3 separate regions of the Drosophila melanogaster genome follow, and all the other regions are linked to region 1. Evidence: chromatin contacts called from public Hi-C and targeted proximity ligation data. All regions are on one chromosome and are shown on one strand. The core of a region is the stretch at or near the end of the contact, and the rest is flanking DNA. Distances in the headings are between cores, read along the strand shown. Region 1 holds the start of Faa (Fumarylacetoacetase). Region 2 holds the start of ens (ensconsin). Region 3 holds the start of Rcd5 (Reduction in Cnn dots 5).

Evidence for each region. Hi-C and Micro-C count contacts between places; a contact is called where the count stands out from the background.
Region 2: a contact with region 1 is called in a Hi-C map of the Kc167 cell line, with 3 times the contacts expected there. A contact is called at or near these places in 4 of 107 Hi-C or Micro-C datasets (the Clone 8 cell line, the Kc167 cell line, cellular blastoderm embryo and 1 more).
Region 3: a targeted proximity ligation map of the Kc167 cell line shows a contact between it and region 1, with 6 times the contacts expected there. A contact is called at or near these places in 44 of 107 Hi-C or Micro-C datasets (the Clone 8 cell line, the D17-c3 cell line, the Kc167 cell line and 17 more) and 5 of 7 datasets of targeted methods (the Kc167 cell line and the S2 cell line).

The regions. Positions count from the first base shown.
Region 1 is chr3L:4,072,346-4,075,413 of dm6, forward strand. It overlaps Faa (Fumarylacetoacetase), which reads right to left and starts at 1,609. Exons shown (of 4, transcript NM_080091.4): 1 at 1,409-1,609; 2 at 807-1,024; 3 at 145-746; 4 at 1-86. The coding sequence starts at 1,495. Gad1 (Glutamic acid decarboxylase 1) reads right to left here. Exons shown (of 8, transcript NM_168055.2): 8 at 1,732-3,068. The coding sequence ends at 3,020.
Region 2 is chr3L:4,133,136-4,136,203 of dm6, forward strand. It overlaps ens (ensconsin), which reads right to left and starts at 1,415. Exons shown (of 13, transcript NM_001300004.1): 1 at 1,319-1,415; 2 at 634-687. The coding sequence starts at 1,367. It overlaps RfC4 (Replication factor C subunit 4), which reads right to left and starts at 2,903. Exons shown (of 2, transcript NM_079191.3): 1 at 2,684-2,903; 2 at 1,725-2,631. The coding sequence starts at 2,848. The coding sequence ends at 1,801.
Region 3 is chr3L:4,039,125-4,042,192 of dm6, forward strand. Rcd5 (Reduction in Cnn dots 5) reads left to right here and starts at 1,405. Exons shown (of 3, transcript NM_139595.3): 1 at 1,405-1,779; 2 at 1,843-2,569; 3 at 2,629-3,068. The coding sequence starts at 1,505. It overlaps CG11593, which reads right to left and starts at 1,358. Exons shown (of 4, transcript NM_139594.2): 1 at 972-1,358; 2 at 1-907. The coding sequence starts at 976.

The DNA of each region.
Region 1 (3,068 bases), core at 359-2,858:
TGTGTGATGAGCGATTTGCTGCAGTGGAGTCCAATAAAGGTGTTTGAAGTTCGACTTTGAAATAAGCGCTTCGTTTTGATCGGCGGCTGAGAAGGGGAAATTTTGTGAATTAACGTAACAAATCTTTAACAGGCGGCAACTTACGTTTCAAAGACACCTCGAGGTTGATATCAAAGTTAAAGGGAATGTTCTGGCGCAGATAGGGAAGCACCTCCGGTTCCTGAGGAAAGTTGTCCAAGACGAAGGGCTTCAGGGCAGCTGTGGGCACTACCCAAGGGGAGATGGTGGTTCCCAGATTCTTTGCGGTGAAGGGGCCCAGTGGCACATATTCCCACTTCTGAATATCCCTGGCACTCCAGTCGTTCATCAGCGTGAAACCGAACACGTTCTTCCAGGCCTCATCCACGCGTATGGGTTCACCCAGCTGATTTCCCTTACCACCGATAAAGAAAGCCATTTCTAGTTCGAAATCCAGAAGCTTGCAGGCGCCAAAGACGGGCTTCTCTGCTCCATCGGGAAACGTTTGACCAAGAGGACGACGGATGGGAGTACCGGAAACCACCACAGAACTTGCACGACCATGATAGCCCACCGGCAGATGGCGCCAGTTGGGCATCAGAGCATTGTCTGGTCCACGGAACATAATGCCGACATTGGTGGCATGGTGGATGGATGAGTAAAAGTCTGTATAGTCACCAATCTGTGCAGGCAGGTGCAGCTTGATCTCAGACTGTGGCACAATGGAACTGATAAATAAATAAATTATTAACTATGAATAATAAATTATTATAATAAATCCGACTTACACCGCCTTCAAGTCCACATTGTGGTCCAATTCTGAACCCTTCGTCAATAGCTTTTGAGTCTGGCTTCTTACCACATCCCAAGCTTCAAAGTCCAATCCCATAAGCTCATTCAAAGTTTCGGCCTGCAGGCTTTTCTGAACTTGGAAAGGAAACAACTGCGAGACAGCTTTCAGGTCCAGGACATGCTCTCCAATGGCCACACAAATACGGTGAACTTTCTACGGATGGTAAGATGAAAAACACCATTTACGATATACAAATACGATATATGATATGGGGCCTTATCAGAACCTGGTTGCTGGGGTATTAAAGATTGGATTAGCATATTGTTTTCGTAAACAAACTAGTTTGTCTTGGATGATGTATGCAAATGCTATGCCCCAAAGCGGTTTCTGTTCTAAAGTTGATTTCTAGAACATGTGGAACGATCCAAAGTCACATGAAACTGAAGAAAAACTTGAAAATATTACACGGAAAACAGGCTGAGTTAAAGGAACATTTGCTTTGCCATTTACCACTTTAGTTATCATTTACAACAGCGAGACCATTGTTCTAAAATCTCATAAAAATATAAGATTTGATTTCAGTATGATATCACTCACATTGTTTTCGGTTGAGAAGACAGCGTAGGGTAGATTTTCCAGCGGAAAATCGCTGTTCTCTGGCACTGGCACAAAACTCTGGGACATTTTAAAAGCACTCAAAGTGGAAAACTTGGGCAGGTTGGTGCGAATCAATAAAGTGAAGCAGAGAAGCGGAAAAAGCGTGCGCGGAGCCAGAGTGAGCTAGATAACAACTGAGGGATTTTCTATTCACGATCCGCCTTATATAGGTGCTCAGACCACAAGATCTTTCGGCTCTCTTAGCAAAACCAAGCCCCCAAAGGTAAAGAGCGCCTTAGACATAATGAAGAGAAATTTTAATTGCGCTTTGATTACTTTTATTTATTTTACTCATATATTCATATATATAATATATTCATTTGCATTTATATAGATGTTGGAATAATTCTTGTTTGGCATTGATTTGGATCTGCAAATACATATACATACATTAATTTATACATACATAAAATGAGCGTGGTGCTGGATAAACTTAGATAACACGCTTTAAAGTACTATAATTGTTGAATTTATTGTAGTTTTTATGCCATTATTTTCTTACTTTTGCGGAATTGACAAACGAGTTTTGTGCACAGGTAGAATGTAATGTCTGATTGTGTTCTTTTCATATAGGGACATTTCACTACCAACCTTTCTGGAACAACTAACTGATTAAAACTTAACTAAAATCTGAATCTTCCAACATTCGTAATTGAGCTTAATTGACTCCGGGCAATACATATATACTTGTCAGCCATTTTGTTGAAACTAAACTCCAACTAATTCGATTATACGTATTCACGTCTCTATATATAGCACAGTTCGATACATGGACTAAATGGGTTCTGCGGCACAGATCCCCTCTCTTTGGTTTGTCTATACAATTAACAAGCACAGGTCTCTTTCGATCTTGTTTTTATAAAGGTACGCGCATGGCTATAGATATGATATATTTGAAAACATTCTCTGTTTGCAAACAAAGTGAAATCAACGAATTGAACTAAGGTCCTCAACTGGCTCTTCATCTTCTCCTGATATGTTAAGATAGCGTTCCAACAGTTTCTATATCATATACATATATATCATTATATCATCATAGTACTTTTGTGTGGGACTGGGGCTGTCTTTCGTTTTGGTGGTGCGTGTGTGGAGCGGTGGCTTCTATGCTCTGAATTCTATCGTTATTTTTCGGTATACATATAGATATTCAAATATAACTTGTGGATTCTCCTCTCGCCGTCCATTGATTTAGATATAGTTGCCAACGAACGTAAAAGTAAAACGCCTCGATTATACATAGTACTTTTTTTTCCAACTCCGGGACGAACGGATAACGACGCTTAACGAATAACGGTCAACGGATAACAGAATGAGAAATCGTAAAGGAACATCTAGCAACACGTTATAGATACAAACAAATGTACATTCAACATTGAACTCTGATGATTACCGGGATACCCATAATCGCCGGCTCTCGGATCTCTGGGCTCTTCAGCCGGTCTCCTGATATGCTTTTACCTAAATGATACTTCTTGGTTGTGTGAGATCTACCATTACCAATCGAAGCCGAACCGAACCGAGACGAGCCGAGCCAAACTAGACTGAAACCCCTTACAAGTCGTCGCCCAGGCGATGGATCTCGTCCAGCATAAAGTCCACA
Region 2 (3,068 bases), core at 165-2,664, 61 kb after region 1:
CAAATATGACTATACATATTTTTAAAATTTGTATAATTAGAGTTGGACTTGCCATCTAAAATCAAGCTAGACCTTAAGTGTAGATAACATTTTGATCTTTTAGGTGTTAATTGAAGATGCTTTGAGTTTTTAATAACCCACTTTAGTGGGTAACATCTAGACAGTTTAGAAACTACAGTGATTTAAAGCGTGTCACTGGGTGAGAATAGATAAGAAGATTTTCTTATTAGAAAAACAGCTATGAAAGACTTGCAATAGACCAGTGACGGTTAAAATCGCGATAAGGCGGACTATGGGTCTTATTTGTTAGTGAGATCATGCGGCAAACATTCGGAGCATTCGTTTTGGAGGCGGAACAGAACGGGGCGTGGCTGTGGAAGACTTTGGAGCAGCCTGAATGGAATGCCAACTACCTTGAGAGTCGTCTTCACTGGCGGAGATTTGACCGCCCACCTGGGCGAACCAATGCAAGGTTGCGCCGGCGCTGCAGCCCGAGATCTTGGCAGGTGCGAATGCGTGGGCTGTGGTTCGAGTTATAGGTGATGTTAAAGCGATTACATATAGTGCGTATGTGTGATATACATTGGTGCCGATTTTATGTAACTCGCAAGATAATCCGCATAGAAGGCTTACCTTTTCGCTCGGCGCTGCCCTCGCGACTTTCGGGTCGCTTGGCTGTGTTTTCCACTGCAAAAGAAGTACGAGAAAAATGGACGATTGAGTTTCGCTGCGATTTTCCGGAGTTTTACACGGACTTTTGGCTTTCGTGTGTGGGGAAAATCAATTGCCGTTGCGTTTTGGCAAAAAGGAAAGGTGACAAGAAGGCGAAAGAGCGAGGAAGGAGGGGGACACAAAAACACACACACACACGCACGAACACAAGCGCACGGCAGCAGCTGCGATGACGAAGCGAGAGAGACAGTGAGAAGTACGAGAAAATAATGTATGTTTCCCTCTCTCTTGTTCCAACGACTTTTCCGACTGGAACTTATTTATAAACTCAAAACTCCGGTTCGGAATCGGGGAACTCGAAATACATATATCCCCCATTTCTAGGGGGCAGACACTTTTGGCTTCTCGGCTTTTCTCTTCTTTTCTTTTCTGTGCCTCTCGCCTCGCTGTTTTTTTTCTTCGTTTTTCTCTCTTCACTCCGTTTTTGCTTTTTGGCCGTGGTGTGAGTGCCGTTTTGCTGCGCAGTCGACCAGCACTTTTTGGCCACTGAAAACGCCCCGAAAACGCGTAGATCCTGGCCGATTTTCGACGCGGGGGCATTCGTCCTTCGATTTCGCACTCTCAGCGGGTTGTTTTCAATGCGTACCTTCTGGATTAGTCGAAATATTTCCGTGTTGGCCCCCAAGACTCGCCATATTTCACTTTACTTTAGCGCTGCAAACAGTGTGGCCAGCTCTGTAGTGCTGCGATAATCTACTTAATGCGACCGTACTGTTGTATAGTGGTGTGCTCTACGAAAATACTAGAAATGTTAACTAACGTATTGGTTTTTATGTATAAAAACTAACTCCGGTTTTATGTATAAAAACTAATGATCATTCGGTCCTATAAATACATTATCTAATGTTGTATGATAATTTCAGCTTCCGATACCAAGGGCGCAATAATTAACACTCCATTAGGGACGATATGCTCTAAGTGCGCTGACATAGAAATTAACATTAATCTGTTAACTAACGGTGCCCAGTTTAAAATTTAGGTACACTTGTATTCAATACTGAAAAGGACTTATTTATCTCCAATTTTATTTATCTCTGAGATTTCTTTAACCTATAGTTCATATTAAATCTAATGCTTCTCGGCGGCAATGCAGAGTTTGGCCAGAAGGGCGGTGAGCTGCAGCAGCGAGTTGATACCATCGATAATCTTCATGTGGGTGATTCCGATCTCACGGATAAAGTCCAGCTTCAAATGCTCATCGATGTTGATGCGCTTGCAGACACGGAATATGTTCGCAATGATGTCCTCCGGCGAGTATCCCAGCTTCCACAGCTTGGCCAGGATTTTGTAGGCCTTGTGTATGTCGTTAGCAGCGCAATGGTGGATCATCTCCTCTAGGAGCTTTGGGTGCGGCTCGTCGCAGACCTTAAAGACGTTCTCAGCGGTGATGTCGCCAAATCCCTGAGCGGTGGACTGCAGGTTGTTCAGTCCCTGTCGCATATCACCTTGGGCAGTGAATACGATGGCCTCAAGTCCGTCCTCCGTGTAGTTAAGCTTCTCCCACTTGGCCACCTCGATGAGCTTGGCCAGAACTTGCGCATCGGACAGCTTGGTGAATCGTAGCATGGCGCAGCGGGACTGGATAGGCTCTATGATCTTCTCGCTGGTGTTGCAGGCCAGGGCAAAACGAGTGGTGCTGCTGTAGATCTCCATGGTCCGGCGCAGTGCCTGCTGGGCACCCTCCGTCATGCTGTCCGCCTCGTCCAGAATCACAATCTTGTGCCTGCCCCGCGGCAGTGTCACCTTCTGCTGAGCAAACATCTTGATCTTGTTGCGGACCACATCGATTCCTCGTTCATTGGAGGCATTCAGCTCGAGGACAGCCTCCTTGTAGCTGTCTCCCAGGAGAATCCTGGCCAGACACTGGATGGTGGTTGTCTTGCCCACGCCAGGAGGACCCTATAGATCACAATTAGTGGCGCCAAACTAATTTTACTCCTCACAAACTCACAGCAATAATAATATTGGGTGCATTTCCCTGGGTGGCGAATACGGATAGTCTTGCTACGGTATCCTCATTGCCCACTATCTCCTTGAACTTCACGGGGCGGTACTTCTCAATCCACGGCAAGTGACTGCGCTTGTCGTCCGCCGTTTTCTCTGGTTCTTCCGGCATTTTATGTGCAATTTCACAAATTCGCACAAACAAATTGAAGCGTGGGGCTGTAGTGTGGCCGTTTCTTGGGCGCCAAAACACAACGGTTAGGCCTGGTATTTTTTACATTTATCGATTTCTTAGCAACACCGATAGGTCCATAAAGGTAATTATTTGAAATTCAAATATAAAAAAAAAACGTTCAGATCATAAAATATTCTGTAAATGAGGAAAAGAACAC
Region 3 (3,068 bases), core at 155-2,654, 33 kb before region 1:
ATCACGTCTCTCTTCAGCAGCCGTATACTGTGGCAGAGTTGAGGCAGCCGTAGCCGATGCCGGAGCATTTGGCGTGGGCGTGGTGGCCAAACCGAACTCCAGGTCCAGTTCCAAGTCGTCGTCGTGGTCGGGCAGCAGTTCCGGACCCTCGCAGTCGTCGTCGTCATCCTCTCCGTCTAAGCCATCAATCAGGGAGCTCGATGGACTTAGAGAGGCCAAATTGTGCTCAATGTCCTCGTCATCGTCGAAGCTGTGATTGGAGATGGAATCCAGGCTAGATATGTCCTCGCCACCAGGGAGTGCAGTCGATCGTTTGGATTTCTTGCCATTGCCATTGGGCATCAGGGAAACGGACTGAAAGTTAGACTCCACGGCGGCCAAGTACTGGGACACATCCGCATCTGACTCGCTGCTCAGGATATCCGGACTGTTGGCCCTTAGCAGGCTGACCTTGGCGTCCTGCGGCTTGTTCCGGCATTGGTTCAGGTTGTTCTTCACCTGCACCGTCTCCGTGGTGGGCACAACGTCCGGAAAGTTGCTCCTCGGCAGCTGTTTCTCCTGCTTCTTCAGCTGAAAGGGTTCCGAGTCTGAGTCCGTGTTGGTTGGCGACATCAGCGGATGGCTGTTGGCCAGGGTGCGCTCGATGATGTTGTGTCGTTGTGGCATCGCCTCCATGGGCAGCAGCTCTGGACGCAGTATTCTGTTGTCCAGCGCGGAGGTCGTCTTGAACTCCAGTTCCTCCTTATCGTGATCCTGCTTGGCCTGCTCCAATTTCAGGATATTCTTCTCCGGCGCGGTGGGCAAAACATCATCCGCCAGCGGCGAGACGCCCGTTGAGTCCGTCGGCGTCTCCGAGATGTCCATTTTGCTCTCTGACGGCGAAGATTCCGATTCCGCGTAGTGCAAACTGCAAATCGATTAGTCATATCTTAGTCAGTCGCCTTTTTGTTTTCGTGCAAAGAACCATTTACCTCATAGTTTCCCGTATAATTTGTGTGGCTAGTGCGAAATTTCGGGGCCCGCTCATCCAGACACTCATCTAGTCGCTCCGGGCATCGGTGCTGGGTGCATAAGTAAGACTTTTTAGCCCGAATTCGCTGATTTTAAATGCCAGTAAACAAAATTTCGAGAGGGCTCCAGTGGCGAGGTTACCAGATATTCGCGAATGCGTTTGTGTGGGTAGCAGTGTTGCGAAACATGTGTTTCCCATGGAGATCTGGCAGGCCAGTGACACTATGATGGTAACTTTTAAAATGGTAAAGTCAAGCTTAATGTTCTCACTTTCGCTAATTATATATTAAGCAAGTGAACTGTTAAGAAAGAAAATTAATTTTATATATATTTATATAAGCTATTAACAAATGTTTTTCTTGCAGTGACACTTTATTTCGAAGACGTGGCAACTCTGCAAGTGATATACTTTTTCCTGCTGGTGCGGTCACACTGCTGAGCTGTGCGTCGCGAAAATAAATACATTTTAGCCCATAAACAGCCCGCTAGAGCGATGGAGGCATCAAGAATAACCGCGATCGCCAGCAGTGCAGTGTCCGTTACCGCTCCCAATCCCCCCACAGTGTCCACCATTCCCACAGCAGCTGCGAGCACACTAATCCAGGTAGGCGTGTCGCCAGCAACAACAACCATGCCAACACCAGCAGCCACAACAACAACAACCACAATAGGAAGTACAGCTAGCAGTGCCGTTGGAATTTCAACGCCGATACGAAATCCCATTTCAAATCTGCAGATAGAACAGCAAAACGATCAAAAGCGAAGAAGGTGAGACGATGACATATGTCAAAATTGACAGATTAAGTGGCAGCTCCTTTTGCATCGAAACAGTTCATCGCGGACGATTAAAAGGAAGCGTTTTGATGACGAAATAGTTGAGTACAACATTGCGGTGCCCACAAATCGCAGCGGAACAGACGCCAATCGCAGCAGCAGGCCTCGCACCACCTCCCAGAATTATCCAGCTTTGGTGGGCGTGCCGCACACCACGTTAGCGCCTCTTAACATACCCACTTCCACGCCACAGACGCCGCTTTCAGTTGATTCCCTGCTGCCGGGGACACCTAGCACTGTTGCATCGCTGTCACTGGCCACGCCCACAACGCCAGCTCCCTTGGCCACTCCCCTTCCAGTTGCCCCAATTGTGACTGCCGTCGCGCATCCCAAACCACCGGCCATGGAGCGCTCCACGACCAGCGAGCGCCGTTCGCGCCCAGTGCGTCCTGCCAGCAAAAAGGCGCAGCGTAGAAATGGTCGTCCCATGGGTCAGATGGCCACCAAGGATTTGGGCCGCTGGAAGCCCATTGACGACTTGGCCCTCATAATTGGCATCCAGCAGACCAACGATCTGCGGATAATCCATCGCGGCGTTAAGTTTTCCTGCAAGTTTACTCTGCAGGAACTACAGCAGCGCTGGTATGCTCTGCTGTATGAGCCTGCGGTGTCCAGGATTGCAGTGTCCGCCATAAGGAACCTGCACCCCGAACTCGTGGAGTCCGTTCAGCGCAAAGCTTTGTACAGCGTGCAGGAGGAGGATCTGCTTGGCACCATTAAGAGCGTAAGTACACTATTTTCATCATGATTTAAGCTTTTTCTAATCAGTAATTCAATTCACAGTCGGAACAACCAAAACTTGAGCAGTTCCAGGAGCTACTGGATAAGAATGCCTCCGTTTTCTACTGCGCCCGCACTGCCAAATCCTTGCAAAACCATTGGCTTCTTCTCAAGCAGTACACCCTGTTGCCGGATCAGTCAGTGAAGCCTATATATGGCACGGATCAGCAGCCACTCAGCTTCTCGGATGCAGAAGATCAAATCTTCGAGCACGACCTGAACGAGCCACGTGACGAAGCTCTCGAGATGGAGCGAGCTCTGGCAGATCGTCGCAACAAACGTAATATTCGCCTGCTGGAGAACGAGCTCTCGCGCTGGGCCGTCCTGGTGGATTCCGTGCTTAGTCCGACCGCTGCCTCCGAGTTCGACAACCAGACACTGGCCTGCTTGTGTGGCCGCCATGTGCGGTACCTAATGCGTTCCAAGGAAATAACATTTGGTCG